Linked DNA regions of Mus musculus: all the other regions are linked to region 2. The links are chromatin contacts, called in public ChIA-PET and promoter capture Hi-C maps. All regions are on one chromosome and are shown on one strand. The core of a region is the stretch at or near the end of the contact, and the rest is flanking DNA. Distances in the headings are between cores, read along the strand shown.

Evidence for each region. Promoter capture Hi-C pulls out the DNA fragments that hold promoters and counts their contacts. ChIA-PET counts read pairs in DNA pulled down with a chosen protein or histone mark. Capture Hi-C pulls out chosen DNA fragments and counts their contacts.
Region 1: a contact with region 2 is called in an RNA polymerase II ChIA-PET map of memory CD8 T cells, with 77 read pairs. The contact joins the promoter of Xpo5 here to the promoter of Tbcc in region 2. A contact is called at or near these places in 2 of 115 datasets of contacts at active chromatin or transcription factors (astrocytes and memory CD8 T cells).
Region 3: a contact with region 2 is called in a promoter capture Hi-C map of pre-B cells, with 4 times the contacts expected there. The contact joins the promoter of Gtpbp2 here to the promoter of Tbcc in region 2. A contact is called at or near these places in 4 of 39 promoter capture datasets (hippocampal neurons, liver and pre-B cells), 2 of 115 datasets of contacts at active chromatin or transcription factors (embryonic forebrain and pancreatic cancer cells) and 1 of 9 other capture datasets (adipose tissue).
Region 4: an RNA polymerase II ChIA-PET map of memory CD8 T cells shows a contact between it and region 2, with 8 read pairs. The contact joins the promoter of Mrps18a here to the promoter of Tbcc in region 2. A contact is called at or near these places in 2 of 115 datasets of contacts at active chromatin or transcription factors (memory CD8 T cells and pancreatic cancer cells).
Region 5: a contact with region 2 is called in a promoter capture Hi-C map of 3T3-L1-derived adipocytes, with 5 times the contacts expected there. The contact joins the promoter of Frs3 here to the promoter of Tbcc in region 2. A contact is called at or near these places in 11 of 39 promoter capture datasets (the 3T3-L1 cell line, 3T3-L1-derived adipocytes, cranial neural crest and 7 more), 2 of 115 datasets of contacts at active chromatin or transcription factors (bone marrow-derived macrophages and memory CD8 T cells) and 2 of 9 other capture datasets (adipose tissue and liver).
Region 6: a contact with region 2 is called in a promoter capture Hi-C map of liver, with 2.8 times the contacts expected there. The contact joins the promoter of Med20 here to the promoter of Tbcc in region 2. A contact is called at or near these places in 11 of 39 promoter capture datasets (the 3T3-L1 cell line, the C10 cell line, the HPC-7 cell line and 7 more), 3 of 115 datasets of contacts at active chromatin or transcription factors (extraembryonic endoderm stem cells, memory CD8 T cells and pancreatic cancer cells) and 1 of 9 other capture datasets (liver).
Region 7: a contact with region 2 is called in a promoter capture Hi-C map of hematopoietic stem and progenitor cells. The contact joins the promoter of Usp49 here to the promoter of Tbcc in region 2. A contact is called at or near these places in 15 of 39 promoter capture datasets (the 3T3-L1 cell line, 3T3-L1-derived adipocytes, the C10 cell line and 10 more) and 3 of 115 datasets of contacts at active chromatin or transcription factors (extraembryonic endoderm stem cells, memory CD8 T cells and pancreatic cancer cells).

The regions. Positions count from the first base shown.
Region 1 is chr17:46,201,429-46,204,650 of GRCm38.p6, forward strand. Xpo5 (exportin 5) reads left to right here and starts at 1,383. Exons shown (of 32, transcript NM_028198.3): 1 at 1,383-1,597. The coding sequence starts at 1,493. Polh (polymerase (DNA directed), eta (RAD 30 related)) reads right to left here and starts at 1,213. Exons shown (of 11, transcript NM_030715.4): 1 at 969-1,213.
Region 2 is chr17:46,889,246-46,892,462 of GRCm38.p6, forward strand. It overlaps Tbcc (tubulin-specific chaperone C), which reads left to right and starts at 1,376. Exons shown (of 1, transcript NM_178385.3): 1 at 1,376-3,217. The coding sequence starts at 1,445. The coding sequence ends at 2,470. It also overlaps a transcript of Bicral not described here.
Region 3 is chr17:46,159,600-46,162,778 of GRCm38.p6, forward strand. It overlaps Gtpbp2 (GTP binding protein 2), which reads left to right and starts at 1,433. Exons shown (of 12, transcript NM_019581.3): 1 at 1,433-1,727. The coding sequence starts at 1,542.
Region 4 is chr17:46,109,379-46,112,502 of GRCm38.p6, forward strand. Mrps18a (mitochondrial ribosomal protein S18A) reads left to right here and starts at 1,626. Exons shown (of 6, transcript NM_026768.3): 1 at 1,626-1,751. The coding sequence starts at 1,640.
Region 5 is chr17:47,693,512-47,696,844 of GRCm38.p6, forward strand. Frs3 (fibroblast growth factor receptor substrate 3) reads left to right here and starts at 1,696. Exons shown (of 7, transcript NM_144939.2): 1 at 1,696-1,761. Prickle4 (prickle planar cell polarity protein 4) reads right to left here and starts at 1,225. Exons shown (of 7, transcript NM_001290337.1): 1 at 1,000-1,225.
Region 6 is chr17:47,609,864-47,613,183 of GRCm38.p6, forward strand. It overlaps Med20 (mediator complex subunit 20), which reads left to right and starts at 1,722. Exons shown (of 4, transcript NM_020048.4): 1 at 1,722-1,829; 2 at 3,100-3,254. The coding sequence starts at 1,816. Bysl (bystin-like) reads right to left here and starts at 1,629. Exons shown (of 7, transcript NM_016859.3): 1 at 1,044-1,629. The coding sequence starts at 1,308. Gm20517 (predicted gene 20517) reads left to right here and starts at 1,722. Exons shown (of 9, transcript NR_157366.1): 1 at 1,722-1,829; 2 at 3,100-3,254.
Region 7 is chr17:47,629,144-47,632,274 of GRCm38.p6, forward strand. Usp49 (ubiquitin specific peptidase 49) reads left to right here and starts at 1,547. Exons shown (of 7, transcript NM_198421.2): 1 at 1,547-1,772. All of the region lies in intron 3 of Gm20517 (predicted gene 20517), which reads left to right.

The DNA of each region.
Region 1 (3,222 bases), core at 133-2,632, 690 kb before region 2:
ATACTTTACAGAAACACAGGAAATTCATGATTTAAATACAAGAAACAGGTTATACAGATGAGTGAGCTAGCACCCAACTGTAACTTTAAACAGTTATTTTTCAAATAAACAATCACATTGAAAACAGTGCCAAGCAACTACTACTACAAAGCTGCAAAATTACTGTAAAGAAAATAATTAAGAAGATACTGAATGTTCAAAGCATTAACACCTTACAAATCTCGCCCCTCACCTAAAACAAAATGATCGTACGTTTAGAAACCTTTTACACTTAAGTCAGGCGTCCTTGTGCTCTGGCGTGGCTTTTCTGTAGTACTGGAACAGATAAAGCTAGAAGGTGGCAAATGTATTGTCGCAATCAATACAGGATAAGTACCATATTCAATATAAATATCAGAGGTAAAACTGGAAGCGAAGCTGTGATTTAAGGGCAACAATTTACTAAGTGGAAAAACACCTCCTAAAACATATGCAGGATAAGAGATGATACAGCCTTAAGTCTTTTATGTGTTCCTTTCGTACTTTTATGTATTGGCAAAGTCTGCACAATGCCAAAACGTAAAAGACTACGTAAATTTGGGATGGGTTTTGTTTCGTGAGGCAGGGTCTCACTTTGCAGCTCAGTCTGGCCTCAAACTGGAAGCAATCCTCCTGCCTCAGCCTCCCAGAGGTATAGTTGGGATGCGTTTTCCAACATCTCAGTTCATCCCATTCTGTACAAAAGCACGTTTGGGAGTCGGTCGTGTAGTAAGACGCACGAGAAAATATGGACCAGTGAAGAGGAAGGTTTAAAAATTACAAGAAAAACTCTTTCTACAAGAAAACTCTCCTTAGAGACACTCTTAGAGCCTTCTCTCCCAGTAAGCATGCTTTTCATTTCGGCCCAGTCACCCCCAAGTAAAAGCGACAGCCAAGGCTTCAAAAGCCATCCGATATAGCGATCCCGAGCCGTGTTTTAATGTCCTTACCAAGGCGACACCTGTCAAAACTGCCAAGAGCGAAGCTGCGGGCTCCGGGCGGAGTCCAATGACAGCGTCTAGATGTCGTCGTCGCCTTCCCAGGAGCAAGTGAGTGTAATCTGATAACACAGATCCGAGTAGGTAGCCCTAGGCTCCCGCCGAGCCAACAGCCCTTCCAGCCTGCAGGTTTACGCCCCACAGCAAGCCCAGAGGAAATTTGGAGTTCAGCACCGCGCGCGCCGCGAGGGACGGTTGACGCGCCTGCGCACCGCGGAACTTCCGTTCCCCAGCCCCGCCCCGCCAGGCGCGGCCGTCACCCGAAGCGGCCACTTCCGCGCGCGCATGCGCCGTGGCGGCTCCGGCGCATGCGCAGCGCTGGGTTCTTCCCAGCTCCAACTTCTGGGACTCACGCTCCTCCCTCCCGTTTCCCCACCCCCAGCCCGCCGCGGCCCGGTATCAACGTGTGGTCCCGCCAGGGGAACTGTGCGTAACCTCGTGCTCCCGGGACGCCGGTGGGGTTCCCGGCTCTAGCCATGGAGATGGAGCAAGTGAACGCGCTGTGCGAGGAGCTAGTGAAAGCGGTGACGGTCATGATGGACCCCAGCTCTACCCAGCGCTACCGGCTGGAAGCCCTCAAGGTAGCTGGGGTCCTGGCGGCCTGGGCCTGCCCCGAGAACCCTATCCCAGGCTTCCCTCACGGCCTCTCCAAACTCAGTTTGTCTCCTGCCTATGCGGCCTTTGATCTTCCCACTGCCCGTGGGGAGGGTGGCTTCTGGTCGCGGCCCTCACCTCCTCCCACTTGAGTCTTTTCTTGCCTGCGCGCTTGCCTTTGCATCACACGCAAGGGTCCCTAACTGTTGCACATCTCCTCGCCATGTCTCAGTGGCTTTTTTGCCCACTCCTCACTTCTCTTCACTCTAGATCACACCGCGGTCTCCACCCACGCAGGCTGTGCCGGCTCTGACGCCGGGGCAAACCCCACATTCCCTGGCGTTCCGGGAGCGCACGTGCAAATTCCTGCCCCAGTGCCACCTTCATTCTTCCCTGCTGATCACTCCAGACTTGTGCTGATTCTAGATCCCCGTGTGTCCATTTTCTTACATCCTTACATACCTCTATCTTTCGAGTCTTGGCCATCTCTGGGCTAATTTGTGACGCTCCTTCCTCGTTTATACCTGTGAGATAGTCTCCGGCTGTTTTTGCGCGAAGACGAGCTTTACCACCGGCTTTGCATTTATTTGCACCGGGGCACTTTGGTTTCCTGGAAGTAATTCTCTTGCGTCCCGGGTGCTCTCTGCGCCAGGGTCTAGTTCAGCTTTTGCTATTTGGGAACGCTAATACCTTCAACAGAGCTTCTCTCTATTAGAGTAAGCGCCAACATATAGATGTATGTGGCACAGGATTTGGAATCAAACAACTCTGTTTGCTTTGTCTTTGATTGTGAAGAATTTTACATAGGCAAAGAAACAGAGCACCAGAGTGATCCCGAATAGGCCTGTGACCTAAACTCAGATGATACACAGATTTGCTTGTTCACTGACTCCTCCTGGCACCCTTAGTTTTGAAAGCTAATTCTAGGGGTTGACATTCAACTTGTATGGGTATATCTCTAGCATTTTTTTTTGTACTCTCTTAGATCCAGTTTAGTATTAACATGACTAATATCTAAATGGAGAGTGTCAGTATTACTAATCTAGATTTTCGCATCTTAAAAATACAGCTAAAAGGACAGCAGGTAACCCCTGCTACTGGGAAGACTAAGGCAGGGGATACAAAGTCAGGCAGCTATCAGAGTGACTTAGTAAGACCTCCTCTCTCAGACAAAGTAAGCAGAAGAGCCCTGGGAGATGGCATAGAGGGTGGAGCTTTTGGTGCCTGTTTATGGCTGAGGACTGGAATCCAGGTGGAGGGGAGGAAGAGACTGATAAAATAAATCCCTGAGTGGACTCACCAGCCCGTCTAGGCAAATCCTGAGCTCTGGGTTCTCAAAACAGCAGAGAGAAAGACATTCAACTTCAGCTTCTGCCTTCCACTCAAATGTGCAGCTCCATCATCCATGAACATCTGTGTGAAAACACTGCACGCACGCACACACACACCCACCAAAGGGAGAAAACTGAGAATGTAGTGTGGTCGTGATAGCCTTGCATGTGAACAGTTCGGTTCCCAGTTCCACACAAAATCAGATAAGGTTGGACCTTTCTTAGGATTTTTAGTCTCTGTTCTCTCATGCCTCCCCATGGAAATATTAATGTTTCTTCTT
Region 2 (3,217 bases), core at 126-2,625:
GCTTGCAACTCAAGTCTTAATGCCAACTTAATTGAATGGCTCTCGTTTCCTCCCATCTTTATCTGCAGGAAAACGCAGGCATATTGGTAAATTTTCAAATGAGTATTTTGGGCAGTTAAAAAAATCCCAATTAAAAGAACAAAAATGGAGGTTGGCAACAAGGGCGGAGATGGGGCTGAAACCGAGAACTGTATGGGCCACCGAGTCCAGAAGGCACGGTGGCTGAAGGCAGCACGCGAGGATGCCACCCGAGTCCTCGGCGGCCGCCGCCTTGGGCTTCTGCCAGGGACTGCACGGTCTTGGCTGCCCACTCGCACCTCGGGTTGGTCTGGACTTTAGGCTAGGCTCGTTCACTTCCGGTGACAAATCCCTCCCACCACCTCTAGAAATAATGTACCGTTTCCCCATCGCCTTCCTAAAGACCGCCGGCCCTATAGGGAGAAGCGAGGCGCTCCGGCTGAGGGTCTTAGCCCCGCGCGGCCAGCGGTTGCCAGCTGCGCAGGGAGTGGCTGCCACCGCGTCAGGGAGCAAGACGGTGGGGGTGGCATGTCATCCTCCCCCGCCCCCCCTCCGACTGCAGCAATTGGCCATTAAAAAAAATAATCTGTTTTTAGACTCCCCCAGGAACCCCGGAGCCCGCTCCAGCGAGGAACCCAGTCTTTCCCATAGCGGTGATTTGCGCTTTCTTCCCGCCCCAGTAACTGCCCACGGGGACCCAGACGCCCCCAGGCCGCGCCGAGCTGCAGTGGATGGGGGAGGGCAGGAAGGATGAGGGTTACCGGGGCGGCAGGGACCGGCTGAGCAAAGAGGTGATGGAAGGGAAAAGGGAAAGGGAAAAAAAAAGAGAGAGAGAGAAAGAAAGAAAAAAACCCAGAGGCATGCAAGCGGTTCCCTGGCCAGCTGTTCCAGCTGCAGCTTCCTCCGACGCGGTCCGGGAGGTGCAATAACCCCCCCCTCCATCTTTCTCGCACTACCTGTCCCCCACAACACCACAAGCACAGATTCCTCCCCACCACCCTGCAGCAGATCTCCGGCCTGTAAGGGGGTAGCAGGGAGGAGCTGGGGGGAGGGGGAGGCCTGCGAGTTTCTAACCTTGTTCTTATAAACAAACCCACATGTGCAGCTGCCGCTGCTGCAACTCACCCCACAATCCCGGATATAAGTCCTGCCCCTTTAAGAAGAAAAAAAAAAAAAAAAAAAAAGCTTCACCCGACTGCCTCCCACCCCACCCATCCACCAGGACCTTTGTCTCCCCACCCCCTCCTGTCAGCCGGCCCCGCCCTCCTTCCCGCCCCTCCAACGCGAAGAAACCAATAGGCGAGGAGAATATGGAGGGAGCTGACGTCACCGCAGCTGGCCAATCACAGCGCGCGTTGGTGGGAGGCCTCGCGCGGAGAGCGAGCGCTCGGAGGCAAGGCGGCGGGGGAGGAAGCCTGGAGTCAAGATGGAGGGTGTGGACTGCTCCATGGCTCTGGCCGACGCTGCCGCTGGCTCCCCGCGGGACCTGAGCCTGGTGCCCGAGCGACTTCAGAGGCGCGAACAGGAGAGGCAGATAGAGGTGGAGAGACGCAAGCAGAAGCGGCAGGACCAGGAGGTGGAGGAGGAGAAGAGCGGCTTCTTCGCCGCCGCCTTCGCCCGGGAGCGCGCAGCGGTCGAGGAGCTGCTGCGGGGCGAGGCGTCGGCGGAGCGGCTGGAAGAGGCGGCCAACCGGCTCCAGGGCCTGCGGAAGCTCCTGAACGACTCGGTGCTCTTCCTCGCCGCCTACGACCTGCGGCAGGGCCAGGCGGCGTTGGCGCAGCTGCAGGCTGTCCTAACGGAACGTCGCCAGGAGTTGCAGCCCAAGAAGCGCTTCGCCTTCAAGGCACGGAAGAAGGATGCTGCGGGGACCGCCCAGGTAGACGCCGCACCCGTCGCCTCGGCGGCCCCTTCTCCACCGGTGACCAAGGAGGAGGAGGGAGCTCCCGGGGCCAGCTGGGCCTGTGGCTTCTCCAACCTGGAGTCCCAAGACCTGGAGAAGAGAGCTGAAGAGCTGCACCAGCGCGACGTCCTTTTGAGCGACCTGACCAACTGCACTGTCAAACTGTGTGGCAATCCCAACACCTTGCGGCTTGCGAAGGCCCGCGGCTGCAAGGTGCTCTGCGGCCCAGTGACCACCTCTGTGTTTCTGGAGGATTGTCGAGATTGCGTCCTGGCTGTGGCTTGCCAGCAGCTCCGTGTGCACACTACCAAAGACACGCGCGTCTTCTTGCAAGTGACCAGCAGGGCTATCGTGGAGGACTGCAGCGGCATCCAGTTTGCCCCTTACACCTGGAGCTACCCGGGGATCGACAAGGACTTCCAGGACTCCGGTTTAGATAGGAGCAAAAATAACTGGGACCAGGTTGATGATTTCAACTGGCTGGCCCGAAACGTGGCCTCCCCAAACTGGAGTATTCTTCCTGAAGAGGAGAGAGACATCCAGTGGGATTGAGCACTGGCCACACTCAGTGTGATGTCCCATTCGGTTTACCTGATATTGTCTTATGTTTGCGGTGATAGGGGTTAGAAATTGTTGAAACTCCCCTCCTGTGAGTCCTATTAAATTCATAGCAGTGTAACAGACTTTTGCTGGTTTGGCCTTCCCCTGCCTCCCTTTGAGTATGACAGCGTGAAGAATTAGGGGGAGAATGGAGGAGCTTTGAGGGATTTGCTGTTCTTACCGTTGATCACAGGGAGTGATAAAGTGGGTCTTCAATAAATAATAAGGATGTCCGGAGAATTCCATTAGCGGACGGTTTAAATGGAAGAAGTAGGCCCATAAAAGCTCCATTAACGGCTGTTTTCCTCCCACTAAAGGTTTGTTCTGTGTCTTTTTCAGCAAGGCTATGAAGACTCCTTCCTGAACCTCTGGAATCCAGTGTTGTGTTAGGGCTGAAGTTTTGAATGGCCTCCAAGAGGTGTAGGAGCCAGCTAGCTGTAAGACTGAAACGGTTAAAGTGGCCAGCTCCCCTCCCTCCGTCTTCCTTGTCGAGACATGGGGTCACTATACACCACTGGAACTCACAGAGATGCCCCTGTCTCTACCTCTAAGCATCTGCACCACACCCTGCTCATGTTTCTTTTCCCTCAAGAGCTACAAGGCCATTTCTATTCTCACCATGTTCATGTGAGAAAACAGGTGGCATCAGGTCACCGCTCATGTGATGTGCTGCTGGAATTGGAAAGTAGGTGTGGACTC
Region 3 (3,179 bases), core at 183-2,682, 730 kb before region 2:
TGTCTCACTGAATTCTCTAGTCTCCATCTCTAAAAACTTTTTTTTCCTGGCAATCCTGGTCTTAAGCATACAGGATAGCATACAGAAAAGACACCTACTTTCCTTTACTGAAGACCCAGGTAAATGGCTGATCTGCAAGGCTTTTCAACTTTTGGTTCTTTTGGTATATAGCTGGTGTGGAAACTATCCAATGTGGACAGCGACTGCATGCTCAATAGACTCGTCTCCTTCGATGTGGAACTGTGCAGAAGTTATGGACTCAACCAGGTCTGAACTCCTTCAGAGTACACCAGAGGTAAGTGCTCCTACCGTACCGTGGAGAACTTTCAAACTCTGTTCTATTTCTTGGCTATGTGTGAACACCTGGTTGTTTGTGAAGAGAGGGGAATGGACGTACTGTGAGTCATGAGATAGCCACGGCGCTGGAATTTGAACCCTGGCGTCCTGACTCTGTGCCCAGCAATTCTGCTTCTCCATTCTGAGCCTTTGGTGCCCCGTATACTGGTTTATGTCGCTCTGAGAGTTCTGAAGGACAGGAGAGACAGCTTGGCTAGAAAGACAAATCAGCAATCCCCTGGCGTCCTAGGACAAGTTCTATTCCTGGCTACTTTCCCCGCCCCCTGGTGGTTGACGTAACTGGAACCCCAGCTCCGCCCCAAGTAGGGGCCAGGCCCCTCCTCCGGACAAGTTTTAAACCAAATTCTGTTTTCCGGGATTGGCTAAACTTCAAAACAAAGGGGAGGAGAGATACTTGCAGTAGGCACCCTCCAAACCTTAGGCAGCTGGCTGCTTTATGGGTCCTGGACACGTGTCTGGCCACTGCGGTGCCTGGGGCTGCTAAAACCAACCCCCGGATTGTGCCACCCAAGTAATAAAACAGTGACTATATTGCAAGGGTGGCATAATCATCGTCACAATAACAGCTCTAATTATGCTATAACTACCATCTGCCTCCGCCCTAGCTTTTGCCCTGACTCACTCGACAGCACTCCAGCCGTCAGGAAAGAAACTGAGGCAGAGGTGGAGCCAGCAGGCTGTCAGATCCAACCTCCCCGATTTTTAACTTGTTGTCTGGGGTCAGCGCCGAAAGGTCAAACCCAGTTCAATTCTGATATAAGCCCTTCACCTCCGGTTACTGTCCCTAATCTCAGGCCACAAAGCCTTCCTACTGCCCCTAGAAGAGAAGCCGCTGGCAGTACGGGAAACTGGGTGCCGACTACAACTCCCCTTAGTCTTTGCGCTCAAGGCGCGCTTGCTGCCCTCGCCCCCGAAGCCACCTGTGACTCTCGCATAGCGATGCCTCTTGGGAATTGTAGTTCGAACTCGCATTCTTTAGCACTAAATCTCATAGCTGCGGACTCAGTATCCCTTGATGCCCTGCGGCTTTTTCTGACGCGACTAGGAGGACAGGGAAGGCAGGGGCGTGGCCTACAGTGGGCCACACCCCGCTCTCCTCCGGCTGGCCCGACTCGGCGGTGGCAGTAGGGGCGGCGGCAGTGGCGGGGGGGAGGGGTCGGGCGGGGGGCTGGTGGCAGCGGCGGATGGACTCGCGGGTATCGGAGCTGTTCGGCGGCTGCTGCCGGCCCGGAGGAGGCCCGGCCATGGGTGGAAACCTCAAAGCTCGGGGGGCCGGCGGTAGCAGCAGTTGCGGGGGCCCAAAGGGGAAGAAGAAGAACGGAAGGAACAGAGGAGGTAAAGCCAACAACCCTCCGTACCTGCCCCCAGAGGTGAGCACCTGAAAAGTGGCGGAGCCATGGGGAACTACTCTTCCGGTCCCCGAGACTCCAAGGAGGCGGGAGAGAGAAAATCAATCCCCCTTTCCGGTGTCAAGACCCAAGGGAGGAAGGACCGGGGAAGAGAACCCCTCCTCCTGTTCCAAGACCCCTACAAAGCGGGATCGTCAAGACTGGACGATCCTTTTCAGTGTCAGGACCTCGGGAAGGGACTGCCCCTTTCACCTCCATAACCTTTGGATTAGTGGGAACCGGGGATCCTTTCCTCTTGAGAAGAGCAGAGGATGTCTGAACCCCTACTTACTCTGGGAGTGGGGAAGGAACACTGTACTGGGAAAAGAGGGCAGGCAGAGTAACCAACGTTTTTCTAAACTTAATCCACAGGGAGAAGGGGAGTAGCCGGGACAAGAGCAATGTGTTCCTTCCCTATTCTTCAGTACCCACACACATTAAACCAGAGAACAGTTAGACGTAGCCCTCTGCCCTTTCCTTGTCCTGTGGGGCTGTGGACACAGAGAAGAGTCCGCACGAACCCGCTCTGGGAGTCCTCAAGGCAGAGAAGACTACTTTCCTTCCTCTTAAAATAGGAGAACCCAGTCGGGAGCTAGTGGGCTCGCCTTTAAGTCCCATCACTCTGGAGAGATGGCTCAGCGATTAAGAGCACTGTCTGTTCTTCCAAAGGACCCCCAGTTCAGTTCCCAGCACCCACATAGCTGCTCACAACGGTCTGCAACTCCAGTTCCAGGAAGTCTGATGCCCTCACACACATACATGCAGACAGAACACCAATGCACGTAAAATAAAAATAATGTAAAAAAAAAAAAAATCCCATCACTTGGGAGTCAGAGGCAGGGGGATCTCTGAGTTCAAGGCCAGCCTGGTCTACAGAGCAAGTTACAGGATAGCCATGGCTCCACAAAGAAACCTTGTTTTGAAAAACAAAGATGGGAGAACCCAAGGTGGGAAGAGCTTCAATGGGTGATTATGACTTTTAAGTGTGCACCAGAGTGATTCAGGTTGCTGTTCCTGCTCATAGAATTCTGATTCAGTGGGTGAGAGACGGGCCTGATTGTTTGGCATTTCTTACAAGCTAATGTTGTGGTCTTAGCACCACAATGGTCTTTGAGAACCATTGGCCAAGATTATCTTTCTACCATCTTTATAGTCAGCTATCCTAATTATTCACCTTCAGCAGAAGAGTAGAAAGGTTTCTTTGTTGATGGGAAAAGAGCTCCTACGCATTCCATGGTGTGGTTGACAGTATGGATAAAGACACCTCTAAGGACTTTAAAGACAGCATGATGACCAAGAGGGAAAGAGAAAAATAAAATGGCCAGAGAGGAGGAGCGCAGAAATGCAGGCAGACCAGGCAGACGGTATATAAGTCAAGCTCATACATAACCTTTTGTCCAGGGGGTGGAGGGTGGAGGGTGGCGCGGGGCAGGT
Region 4 (3,124 bases), core at 376-2,875, 780 kb before region 2:
GTTCGTTCGTTTTAGAAACTGTCTTTTTCCTCTAGCTTCTTGCCATTTGATTTAAGCAGAACAGCCCAGAAACACTCAGTTCAGTTCCAGCCCATTCAGTGGCCTGAGCAGTGGGAACCCAGTGCTGGCCGGGCTCTCCAGCCTTCAGTAGGAAACTGCTGGACAGGCACAAGGAGGACATGCACACCCCTCAGTCTGCCACCTCTGGTGGAGCAGCAGTGAACCCAGGAGCCAGGGTGACCCATACATCCTTCAGTTCCTCCTTTCCACAGCCTTTTCATTGGCTGCGTGCTCTTTCTTCTATGTCTCGTCAGGGTCTCTGTAGGGGGAGAGATCAGGCATGACCGCCCATGGATGCTCACACAAGGTGTACATCCATGGGAAGAACTTAATGGGTCAGAATCCACTACATCACCCCCAACTGAGTGAGCTCCCTTTTATGATGCATGGGCTAACTGATTGTTTCCAGCTGAAAGGCCACATCTCTCAGCTTCCCTTTCAGACTACGAAGTCATTTCTACTCCTGTAAGGGGCTGTTGCCCATCTTCCCTTGCTGAGAATAAGCATTGTCCCTGCTAAGGACAAACTGAGCCTCTCTTTCTGTCTCTCTACAGCTGCCTTTAAATAACCTAGCATAATGGTGGTGCAGCAACCCGGGCTTTGACACCAAATGTTAGATCTCTTAGGCAGTGTAGGGAGACAGAAGACCGAAAAAGAGGCTAAAGCCTTTTCTCCGCAGAGAGGTCTGTTCATTCCAAAACAGTGAAGGACAAAAGAGGTGCCAATGTGGGAAACGCTGGCAGTGACTCTTTATAGGGGGGGAGGGGGGAGCGGTGTTGTTTCCATTCATAAAGAACTAGGGATGCCCTGGGCTTCCCAGGATGCAGCCACAAGGGTGACTAGGGTGGCCCAGCTTCGCATTCCTCTCTGCACTGGCGGACTGACCAAAGTCATTTGTAGGAATCCTGTCTCCTGACCAAAGCATTCTATAATTCCAAACCCTGCAAGAAATCAGGGAAGTGTATATAAACACAAAGATTGAAAGTGTGTATAAGGGGCTGGAGAGATGGCTCAGCGGTTAAGAGCACCAACCACTCTTCCGAAGGTCCTGAGTTCAAATCCCAGCAACCACATGGTGGCTCACAACCATCTGTAATGAGATCTGACGCCCTCTTCTGGGGTGTCTGAAGACAGCTACAGTGTAATTAGATATAATAATATCTTTGGGCAGGAGAGCAAGCAATGATGGCTCACAACCATCTGTACAGCTACAGTGTACTCATATACATTAAATAACTAGCTAACTAACTAAATAAATAAATCTTTTAGAAAAGAAAAGAAAGTGTGTATTAGCAACAAAGATCGGCAGGTGGGAGGGGTGGTCAACTGTATTCCACCTCTGATGCTGAGGGCCAGAGTCCTTACCATCCCAATCTGTCCTGACAGGTCTAGCCTCAGTCACAAAAGCTGCCCAGCAGGAAGAAAAACTAAGGAAACCGGGTGGCGTGTAATTTACAGACAGAGGAGGTGACAGAAACAGAAGGGATCGGTGACCACGAGAAACCCTCCCGCCGCACAGCGGCTGCGCACACCCCTGCTCCGGAAGCGGAAGTGCACACGCGGTCAGGTGCGTTCCAAGATGGCGGCCCTCAGGGCTCTGGTGTCAGGCTGCGGGCGGCAGCTCCAAGCGTTCCTGGCAGGCCCCGCTGCCACTGGCTGGTTATGGCTTCCAGCTCGCGGGTTGAGAGAAGGTGAGTCCCAGGACCCAGCGACCCCCGGGACTTGAGGAGAGCGTCGTGACACTTCAGCCAGCCGCGATGTGCCCCTCCCTCTCAGCGACTCTGAGACCCGGGAGGTGCGATCCCCCGCGGGCCGCTTAAAGGCTTTACAGACGCTGGCGGGGTGGCTTCACCTCCCGGTTCTCAGTGTCTTCCGAAAGTCAAGGAGAACTGAGAGAAAGACCTGGTCGTTTAAAGATCAAAGAGAAGAATGTCTCAGAGTTCAGAAAAGCTATAAAGGCTGAGTGTTAATTCTCCCATCATTTTCCAAATCGCCTCCTCCTTGGTTAAAGCATGCCGCCAAGCCCACCTTATCAATTCTTCTCTGAAAAATGTGTGATTAAATGGTCACTTTCTCTGCCTAAGCTACGGACTTGTAAGATAGCAGCCAAAGTGCAATGGCAGTTGAACAACTAAGACTTGCTAAATGTTAGGTCTGCATTTCATTAATATTAAATCTGGAAAGGTAACCAGATTCTAGCATCATCTGAGACCTTACTGAAGGTCAAACGCTGTGAGTCTAGCTGTAAAAGGACTGTAAAGGGAAAAAGCACGGCTTCCTTGGGTTCTAACGAGCTATGTATACATCCCCACCAATAAACGGAAGTTATCCGTTTGCATGAAAAAGTACAGTAAGATTCTGTAACCAGAAATAGCAAAGTCAGTTTGAAATTTTCATAAAGAGGATGCTCTTGAACAGGCTCGTAAAAGGATGGAGTTTGGCAGAGTGAAAAGGTCTTTCTGGATATAGTCTTTTCTGTATTCTGTGAGAAGCAGGAAAGGATAAGTGATGTAGATAAAGAAATGATGCGGGAAGGGACTTGTCTTTAAAATTGGCCAACCAGGGAATATTAGTTAAAACTGAGAAATAAGTTGGGCGTGGTGGCTCACAACTTTAATCCCAGCACTCGGGAGGCAGAGGCAGGCAGATTTCTGAGTTTGAGGCCAGCCTGGTCTACAGAGTGAGTTGACAACCAGGGCTATACAGAGAAACCTTGTCTCGAAAAACCAAAAAAAAAAAAAAAAAAAAAAAAGAATGGCAGATAGATAAACTGGGCAGTGGTAGCACCCCTTTAATCCCAGGAGACAGAGGCAGGCAGATTAAGTTCAAGGCCAGCCTGGCCTACAGAGCGAGTTCTAGGAGAGTTCTAGGACAGTTAGGGCTACATAGAGATAACCTGTCTTGAAGATAGAAGAAGGAGAAGGAGAAAGAAGGAAGAAGGATGAGGAGGAAGAAGAAGAAGGAAAAAAGAAGAAAGAGTGGCCAATAAGGGATTCAGTTCAGGGGAATCAAGAGATAATTAAGGGGGCATTTGTGTGTGTGTGTGTGTGTGTGTGTGTGTGTC
Region 5 (3,333 bases), core at 446-2,945, 800 kb after region 2:
CTGCAGGCTGGGACCAGTGAATAATAAGAAACAGAGTAGCCAGGGAGAAGAACTGGGGTCCTGGACGGGAATTCTAGGTGAAGGACTGGGTTGTGTCCGGTGGGGATAGCCACAGCAAACTTGTATGTTTATTCAGTGTCTGAGATTATTCTAGAACTAGGATGGAGTCTGACAGCAGCTGGGCTCAGGAGGACGGCCAGTAAATCACTGAGCTTTGGGGATGGGCAGCAGGCTCGGTTTATAACCATCTGAGTACCACCCAACTCCAAGCGCTCCCTCAGTCCCCCTTCCTATACCCAGTACCACCCTTCCCTATTCCCCCGCTTCCCACCCACCTGCTTCCTTCCCGTTCTGTCCCTCAGGTCAGGTTTCCTGTGGAAGGTGGCCAGAATGGACTGTCCACACTCAGGGCTAGGAACAGCCACACCCCTTAGCACCGGTTCAGCTCCATGCAACAAGTCAGGGTGTGTGTGTGTGTGTGTGTGTGTGTAGGGGGGATAGGTTCTGGGGCCCTAGAAGAGGACTTGTACCCTCTTCAGGATCAGTTCTAGTTTGCGTGGAACTGTCCAACACAGAAATAACTATCAGAAAACAGACCTCTACCCAACACCCTTGCTGTCCCCCACCCAAGGACAACCTAATTCACCTCCCGCTACCATTAGACCCCATCTTACTAACATTCTGGTTTCCTTCCATAGTTCCCTTCCTCTCTCCTCTCAGGTAAGAGCAGGCCGAACACTGGCTTCCCACCGCCCTCTCCCAGATGCAACTAGGTTCCAGGGGTCGACCTTCCCCAAACAACACCGGTCCTTGGAAGAATGAGCCTGAGAGGCACTAGAGAGCAGTAGACATGGGAAAGTGTTCCTGACACCCAGTGGAAAAGGAGTGTGGGGGGGGGGTGTGCGCTTTCACCAAGTGGCCTCTAGGTATAGCCCCCAAATTTTCCTAGAACTTGGCCGGTCCATCTGCGAGGCGGAGGGAGGCTCAATACGTGCTTACCGAGTTCGCTTGGGGTCCCTGTCTAGCTGCTGGTTTAGGAGTGGGAATCAAGAATCCGAAAGGGTCTCTGCGTGGCTAAGCACCAGCGCAGCACAGGAGAGATCTGCCGTCGGCCGCGCCCCCAAGTGGCCCTGACAAGGCGGGTGCTTCAGACCGAGGAAAGCGCTTGTGGGTCTCAGGGCAAGAAGGGCACAGGCACCGGTGGACTTGGCTACGCGATGCACGGACGCCAAGCTGCGAACTGTCCGGACTCTCCCGGCCCGGCCCGCCCCCCGGCTTAAGCCCCGCCCCCTCTGGGCCTTTACTGCCCTCCCCTTTGTCCCCAGAGATCCCTCGCCACTTCCCCTCCTGGATTCCGAGTCTTGACCAGTCTTCTCTGATCCGCTTTGCTATGGTGACTCTCTTCTGCTTGAGAGATTGCCCCTACCTCTGTCCCCGTCCCGCCCCGCCGCGCCCCCTTCTCCAGACAGGCCACGCCCCTCAGGAGTCCTAGTCGCGGGCCCCGAGCGCCCTCTGGCGTCTGCGCATGCTCTCTGTCCCCGACTGCAGCAAAGTCCTCCAAAGGGACCTTCTAGGCTGCGTGCCGGTTGCCCCGGCTCGGGTCGGTCCGCCCGCAGCGTCTCGTTGGTGCAGCCAGCGACCTCCGACCCCGCGGGCGCGGGGCGGGGCGGGGCTGGGAGGCCTTAGCTGCGGGCGGGCGGCGGCGGCTGCTGCAGCGGGACCCGGGAGCGGGGCCCGGCGCCGCCTGGGCCGCGGGGCGATGTGAGTCGGGGCGCGTCGGGGCGGGGACCAGGCGGCTCTACCGAGGCCGGGTCGTGCCGCACCGCAGTCTCGGCTTCTACCCTAGAAAGCTCCAAGCGGGCGGGCTAGCGGCGGACCCGGGAGCTGGGGGGGCGGGGATCCAGGCTGGGAGCGCGGCCGCGACCTCCGCGTTCCGTCTGGGTATCTAGAAAACCTCCGGTTACCAGTTCTGCTTTTCGCTCCCCAGACCCCACCCTCTTCTCCCCCTAGTTACACCTTCGGGTCTTCGGGATCCCGCAGAACCCCCTCACTTACGCTCCCAACCCTCTGAACCGCCCACAGTCACATCGTTCTCTGCTCAATGGCCCAAAGGCTTCTGCAACCCTGAAATTCCTCAGCCTTTGCATGCTTTTTGCAGCCCATCTTCTCCCAAGGCTTCGTATACATTTTCAGATCTCATACCTCCATCTAGTGCCTGTACCCAACCCTACCTACTTCAGACAGCCTCCCCATCCCACCCAGTATAATCCCCTTTCGATGGGTCATCTGATAATGTGTTTGATATCGCAAAGAAAAAGAGGGGTGTCGGAAAGATGCAATCCCTCTCCCATCTTGCATCCAGTAGCTCTTGACTTCACACCCCTTCCCAACTCCCTGTTGATAGTTTAAACCCCCATGTTTTTTCCAGTGTCTACCTTTAGCCTGCGCACATTTCCTTCAGCCTGCTTCCTCCTTCCAAAGAATAAGCCAAACCAAGAGTGGGCTTCTTTTTCCACACCTAAGAGGTGTGGAAGGATGCAGGACTCGGGGGACCCTGGGAAGTACTGTTTTCCTGGAACAGGAAGGTGGGATTTCAAGGGTTTTCTTCAGAGTCCTGTTTTGTGGATTCATCTACCTAGGTCTCAGCTAATCTGAAATTTTGCCTCTTATTATAGTTGGACCTTTCTGACACTAGGGTCAGAAAGTCTGTCCAGCATTCAAATGTGAAATGCTTTATAGCTACTTCTTTTTTTTTTAAGATTTATTTATTTATTTCATGTATTTGGGTATACTGTCGCTGTCTTCAGACACACCAGAAGACGGCATTGAATGCCCATTACAGATGGTTGTGAGCCACCATGTGGTTGCTGGGAATTGAACTCAGGACCTCTGGAAGAGCAGCCAGTGCTCTTAAGTGCAGAGCCATCTCTCCAGCCCTGTATCTACGTCTAGAAACTACCTCAACTAGAACTCCCATAGTTGACAGATGTTTCCTCAAAAACAAACAAACAAAACAAAACCAAACCCTAGGGGCAGGAGTAGAGATGGTGGAGGGAGAATGATGAGCCCCCTACCCCAGGTATCATAGCAGCAAAGCAATCTAAAATGCTGGTTTCCAGAGTCCTAAGCTGGCACTCTTGCTGAGCTAGCACAGTGATACTGTTCTTCTGAGAAAGCAAGCTTTTTATAGGGTTAAAATCCCCTGCAACGGTCAGGGTATGTGCTTGGGTTTGAGGTTTTGTTATGTTTGGGGACGTTTTGTTTTTTGGAGGGCAAGTTGTGACGGGGTTTTTCTGTGTAGCCTGGGCTCTGTGGACCAGGCTGGCCTTGAAT
Region 6 (3,320 bases), core at 472-2,971, 720 kb after region 2:
AGGGCAGGTGTGGTGTCACCCACCTATCATGCCACCACATGGAAAACAGAGGCAAGATCAGGAGTTCAAGGTCAGCCTCCCCTACAGCATTAGATGCCATCCCAGGCTCCATGAGCCCTTACTTTAAAAAAAACTAAAAGAAACAGAAAAAGCTGCTGTAGGCCCAAAACCATGTTCAAATGTGTCAATATTGCTTTTTAGGAGAAATAAGAATGGAAGATTAAGCAACTGGGAGGTGAACAACAATTCCTCCCCAGTGAGACAGGTGGCAGTACCCACCCCTCTTCCCCCTTTTAGCCCGTAAACAATACTGTTTCCCCTCCCCTGTCGCTGGGACAGGGACAGTCCCCACTTGCTTTTCAGGTCTTATTCGAAGGACATGAAATCTGGGATACCCACCATGTAGAATTAATGTTCATCTGCTTTTTTGTTTAAATAGAAATATCATCACTTTTTTCCTCTCTCTTGAGAGACAGGGCTCGTTAATCTGAAATTTACTATATAGCCAAGAAGGTCTTCTGCCTTGCTTCTCGAGTGCTGGGATTACAGGTGAGCCTCGCCACTCCTGCTTGGAATATGTAACTCTATTTAATGGGTGCCTTGAGCTAGACTTCCGGTGTTATCAGGAGGAACGAATATCTTATTTCTGTATCAAAACTGCCTAAAAACTTAACACAGCTCAAAACATTATGCAGGCAGTCCACAAATACTTCAAACGCCCAGAGGATAAATAAATAAATGCTAGACCACCAGGTGGTGGTGGTACCCGCCTTTACTTGGGAGGCAGAGGCAGGCAGCTTTATGAGTTCGAGGCCAGCCTGGTCTACAAAGTGAGTTCCAGGACAGCCAGGGCTATACAGAGAAACCCTGTCTCGAAAAAAACCTAAAATAAAATAATGCTAGAACTGGTGTGAGAGATCACTTTTCGTTGGCTTAACTCTGAATTCTGGAATTCAGGAGTGGAAGTGGAGGAACACGCCGGTAAAGTATTCTGATGGGGTGTCAGACCGGCCCAACTCACGACTCCACCCCTTGTCACTCACCCAGCCGCGTGGCGCGCTCTCGCGGTGGTGCTGACCGATCACCAGCCCCATGGTCAGTTTCGAGCTCCTCCTGCTGTTGTCTGGCTTGCTGCAAAATCCGTCTGCTTAGCCGGGGTCCCACATACTCTTCCTCCTCTTCGACCTCACGCCCCCGCCGTTTTTCTCGGGTCCCCGCGCGCACTGCGTTCCCAGCCAGGATCTGCTCGGCCAGAGGTGCATGCTTCTCCCGATTGCTGGCCCCACGTGTCACCTTGAATTTGGGCATTTTGGCCGAAAAAATTGCCCACCAGGTTCACACGTGTGAAGCCGGCTAAAAAGCCGATACTGCGCTTGCGCTGTGTGTTCCGATCGCCAAGAGGCCACTGAGAGATCACAGTGCCCCCCAGCGTTAGGAGGCCGGAAGTTCCTCATCTATTACTCTCAGGAAGAGCTTCGGGACCTATAGCAGGAGCCCCCAAATTCTCAGGTAATCTCATTAGAAAGGTGGATGTCCAAGTCACCCTTTTCCAGAATTCATGAAAGTAGCCTAGGGCGTCCTGTCAACCCGTTGGACGCCTTGGGGGCGGAGCCGAGTCGATGACGTTCTAGAAATGTCACCACTGGGTACCAGAGATGGCGCTCCCTGTGGGCGTGTCGCCGCGGCGCTCAGTATTTGCGCATTTCCGGCGGTCGATCAACGACTGCTTCCTGTGTTTAGGGGGCCGCCGTTCGCGTGAAGGTCTGGAGTCTCTGAGTTCGAGGGTTTGGAGGCGCCACCTTTTGATCCTTCGCTATGGGAGTGACGTGGTAGGACTTGAAGGGCTTCTGTGGTGACGGAGCATATAGGGTCGTGAAGGTGTCTGTGGGCCTGTGATGGCCCGGGGAAAGGGATTTTGACCGAGGTTCTCGGTTCCTCGGGGGGCTGACCAAGATGTCTTCCGGTTGTGTGGATGGGGGACACTGCGTGGGACTTCTCTCTTCCCAGACACACCCCTTTGGCAAAGGGAGCAGCGCATCCCTAGGACCCGCCAGGAGTTGTACCTTTTTCTTGGTACCTCTTCCTGTCCTTGAGGCCTTGTAGTGTCGCTACTAGCACCCAAAGGTTAGAAATAGGGTTTCTAGATTAGGAGTTGTTCGCAGAAAGGGATAAGAGTGGCGCGAGGAGAAAGTGACTTTTCTATTTTGCTTGCAGTTACAGACTTTGAATTGGCCATTTTAAGGTGTTGGGGCTAGTGACAGAGGTAGGAGGAAAGGAGCGGTTGGGAGTTTGGAGTTCGGAGTACCAGGCAGAGACAATTTTTCGAGCTGGGTGTCTCACTGTGTAGGCTTGGGAGGCCCGGAACTCACTCTGTAGAACAGGCTGGACTCGAATTCACAGAGATCCACCTGCCTCTCTCTGCCTCTCAAGCGCACGGATGAAACGGACGCGAGCCACCATCGCCTGGGCTTCAGACAGTTTTGATTGACTTTTATCTTAAACATGTTTGAAGTCTCACTTGATAAAAAGGCAGTTGGTAAGGTTTGGGCACCGTGCTTTTCTGGGTATTAATTTTAAAGTACTCGGCCTCAGCACTTAAAAGTCTTGGTAGTGGTGTGCTTCTTTCCAGTTAAAGAAGCTTGGAGGCCAGGGGCCACAGGTCTGCCCTGTGAAAGGAAGGCTCTTGCCACAGTTGACACTAGGAGCCTCATCTCATACTTCTACCCTACTGTAAAGAATGCCTGTGAGCAATGAAGACAGATCACAGCAGAGTCATTTAGAGTTCAGTTTCCCTGTTTGCAGTAAGTTGATACAGGACAGGGCCTTTCCTGGGGCCTTTGGAAGAGTCAGGCAATCCATCTGAGGGCTGATGCCTTTGATTCCAACATTTGGGAGGCAGAGTCAGGCAAGTTTCTGTGAATTCCAGGCCAGCCTGGTCTACCAAGTGAGTTCCAGGAACTCTTGGGGACTGATGGGTGGGGATCAGAGATGTCTAAGTAACTCCTAGCCCTGCTGATCCGTTACCTGTTGGGGAATTGAGTGGCTTAGCCAGAAGCTCTGTGTCTCTGGACCCTGCTGACTTGGCGTTGTGTTTCTCAGTGTGTCCCAGATGCCTGTGGCTGAGGGCAAGAGTCTCCAGCAGACAGTGGAGCTCCTCACCAAGAAACTGGAGATGCTTGGAGCAGAGAAACAAGGGACATTTTGTGTGGACTGTGAGACTTACCACACAGCTGCCTCTACCCTGGGCAGCCAAGGTCAGTAGATGGCTGAGAGCAGATGGGAGGAGCATGGCTTAGAGTATTTACGTTAATGGATCTGCT
Region 7 (3,131 bases), core at 297-2,796, 740 kb after region 2:
AAGGCCTCTTTGGAGCAGCGAGACGTGCAGAAGGTAAGCCGCAGGGTATGCAAAATTCCTTTACCTTTACAGATCGTAGGGGTGGGGGTGGGGCGCTCGGAAAAGTGCCTGGCCCTTTAAGGAGGAGGGCCAGACAGTAGACTCTGTACCTTTAAGAGCCTCTTTGTCTAGAAACCTTCTTCCGTACCTCAACCAAACTTTGCCGGTGACTCGCGCCGCGCCGCGCCGCGTCTTAGCCTCTCACACCGGCCCGCCACAGCCGCTGACCCGAAACTTGGTGCCCACGGCACAAACCTGCGTAAAGGGCGCGGGGCCCCAGGTCGCGGCCGGGAAGGTGCGCCGTTGGCGCATTGCGGGACCTGGGGGCGGGGCTCTGACAGGCGGGCCAATGGGCGATAAGGGGCGTGGTCCGCCTGCTCGTCTTGCGCCCGGGTGACAGCTCGCGCGTGCTGATGATGGCGGTAAATAGAGAGGGGAGGGAGCTGGGAAGGGGGCGGAGGGCCGGCGGAGCGGCCGAGGGGGCGGCCCGGGGGGCGTGAGGGGCCGCAGTGGCTGGGAGTTCGCGCAGATATTCGGAGGCGGGGACACGCGGCCCGGGCATGCCGGCCCTCCCCTTTTAAAGGAAAGGGAAAAAAAAAAAAATCCCCTCACACACCCGGTGAGGGGCGACAAAGGCGGCGTGCGCCTAGCGGGCGGGAGGAGCGGCGGCAGGGGGCGGGACCGCGACGCCGGCGGGCCCCGGGCGCCCGGGGCGGGGACGGCGGGCGGCGACAGCGAAGGCGCGAGTCCCGGCGCGCGGACGCTGCGTTTTGGCGGGGTGGGCGACGTCTGGGTTGTGAGGTGAAAGGTTTGAAGGGAGAGAGGGGAAGGCAGGCTGGGGCGGGGACGGAAGGGTTTGCTGAGTAGGAGATGAAGAGGATTAGGAGAGAAAGGGTTAGAAGCCGGAGAGTGGAGTGAGAAAGAAACCCAGGCTGGCCCCGGGATGAGGTTAGGAAGCCCGGGGCTGGGAAGAGGGATCCGGGGTCAGGGCTAGGAGCAGGGGTCTGGAAGAGGCAAGGCTTGGCAGGTGGGAGGTGTTGGGCCAGGGCCAGAAGAGTTGCAAGTGGAAGACAAGGAAGGAGCAGAGCCGGGGTAGTAGTTGGGAGTGGAGGAGAGTGATTAAGAGCCAGACGTGACAAGGGTGTGAACTAGTGCAGAGCTGGGGATGAGCTGAAGGGCTGGGAGCCGCTGGGGTGGGATCGACAAGGTGTGGGTCAGTAGCTGGTGAGGGGTGTAAATTCTGTAAAGTGAGGGAGACAGGAGACCTGGATCACAACCAGGTGGAATCAAGAATCGGACGTTAGTGGAAGGGCTAACGGGAAGCGAGCTGAGAGCTGGGCGTTAATAGGACAGTTCTGGGAGAAAAAGAAACAACGCTGAAAGGACGCTAGAAGCGGGGTGGAAGGAATGATGGTGAGCTGGGAAACTGGAGAATTGCTTGTCGAGGAGGTTCAGCAAGGTAAAGATAGTGGAGTCAAAAGATTGGCCGAAAGGCAACCCGAGGAGATGGGCCCTGGGAATTAAAGGATGGAATGGGGAGTGGGGAAAGAGAAAGGAGATTAAGGCAAGCTAGGGAAGTCCTGGTGGGTATAGAACTGGGGTGGGCTGCACAGGAGTGGGAAACGAATGTTTTGCCCTGAAGTGCCCCAGAAGGTCTGGAAGGGGCAGGGCACAAACGCTGTAGTGAAGGATCTGAAGTAGAGAGCCTTTGGTGCAGAAGATAAGGAACCATGGTGAGTGAAAGGGGACCTAGAAACAGGGGGAAAAGACTGAGAAGTGGGGGACCAGATGGGGGTGCAGCATAGGAGTTCTTTGTTAAGAGAAATGTGTATTGAATTTGTGAGTCCTTTTGTCCCTAATAGTAGGAAATTCCAGAAACCTTTTTCTCTCTTCAAGGAGTCTTGGATCCAGTTTCCATCTTTCGCCTGAAAATCCACTTTCATGTCCACTTTGAAAAGATGAGACCCATTTTTACTTGATTTTGTTCTTGTGGGATAGAAAAATTGGCAGCCTTGGGTGCTGAAAACCTCTTGGTTTCACTAATGTTGTGCTAAAGGGTAAATGAATTGTGTTTATTTACAATGTGCCTGTGGGATGTGGTAGTTGGGGTGGGTGGAGGAGCTGTTTTAGAGCTAACGACGCTGGCCAGGGCCAGGGCATCTCATTGAAGAGTACACCGTTGGGGAGAGAAAGACATGGTTCATTTGGTTTTTATTAATCAGACAGATTTCTGCCTAATTGTTTTCAGCAACTGAAGAATATGGAGAGAGAGAGAGAGAGAGAGAGAGAGAGAGAGAGAGAGAGAGAGAGAGAGAAAGAGAAATAACTAACCAGGGAAGTTTACTGAGCAGGAGTCTGAAGTCACTGCTCTAAGGGCGTTGAGTTCGTATGCTGCTTGCAGCTTTGTGTGGAACATTTTTCATGGGGTAATTTCTCCCCAGATCTTCAGACAGTGATGGAGAAAGGTTGACTGCAGAGCTGAGGAGAGTTTTAGAGCTGTGAACTCATCTTTTAGATTGCATAATGGCTTTATGAGTACCTTTTATGAAAAAACTTCTGTAAGATAAGATTGCAGTCCCTCTGCCTGTTGTATTGTATGATTGTGAATAGGAAGGGCATATTAATATTCTTTAGAACCCTTTGATTTGTAAGGCACATTTTTAATGAAAATAATTACATTTATTTGTATGTATGTGGAGCAGTTATGGAAGTCAGAGGACAACTTGTGGAAGTTGGCTCTTTCTTCGCATCATTTATGTACCGAGGATTGAACTCAGATAGTCAGGCTTGGCAGCAAGCTCTTTTACCCAATAAGCCATCTCTCTGGCACTATAAGACCATTTTGGAAATTAAAGGGAAGATGAGAATTTGGGGACAAATTTAAACTTATTCTTTATTGGTAGTGTGCTTTAGTGATTTTTCATTCTGAAGTGATTATATTTAATTAAGACAATTAATGAGTATTTTCTTCATATTTAATAATGTGAAAAGTAAAGTATAATTTCTTTTGGGGGGACAGGGGTACAAACTATTCTTGAATTGTTTTTAAATTTTATGTGTATGGGTGCTTTGCCTGCATGTATGTCTGTATA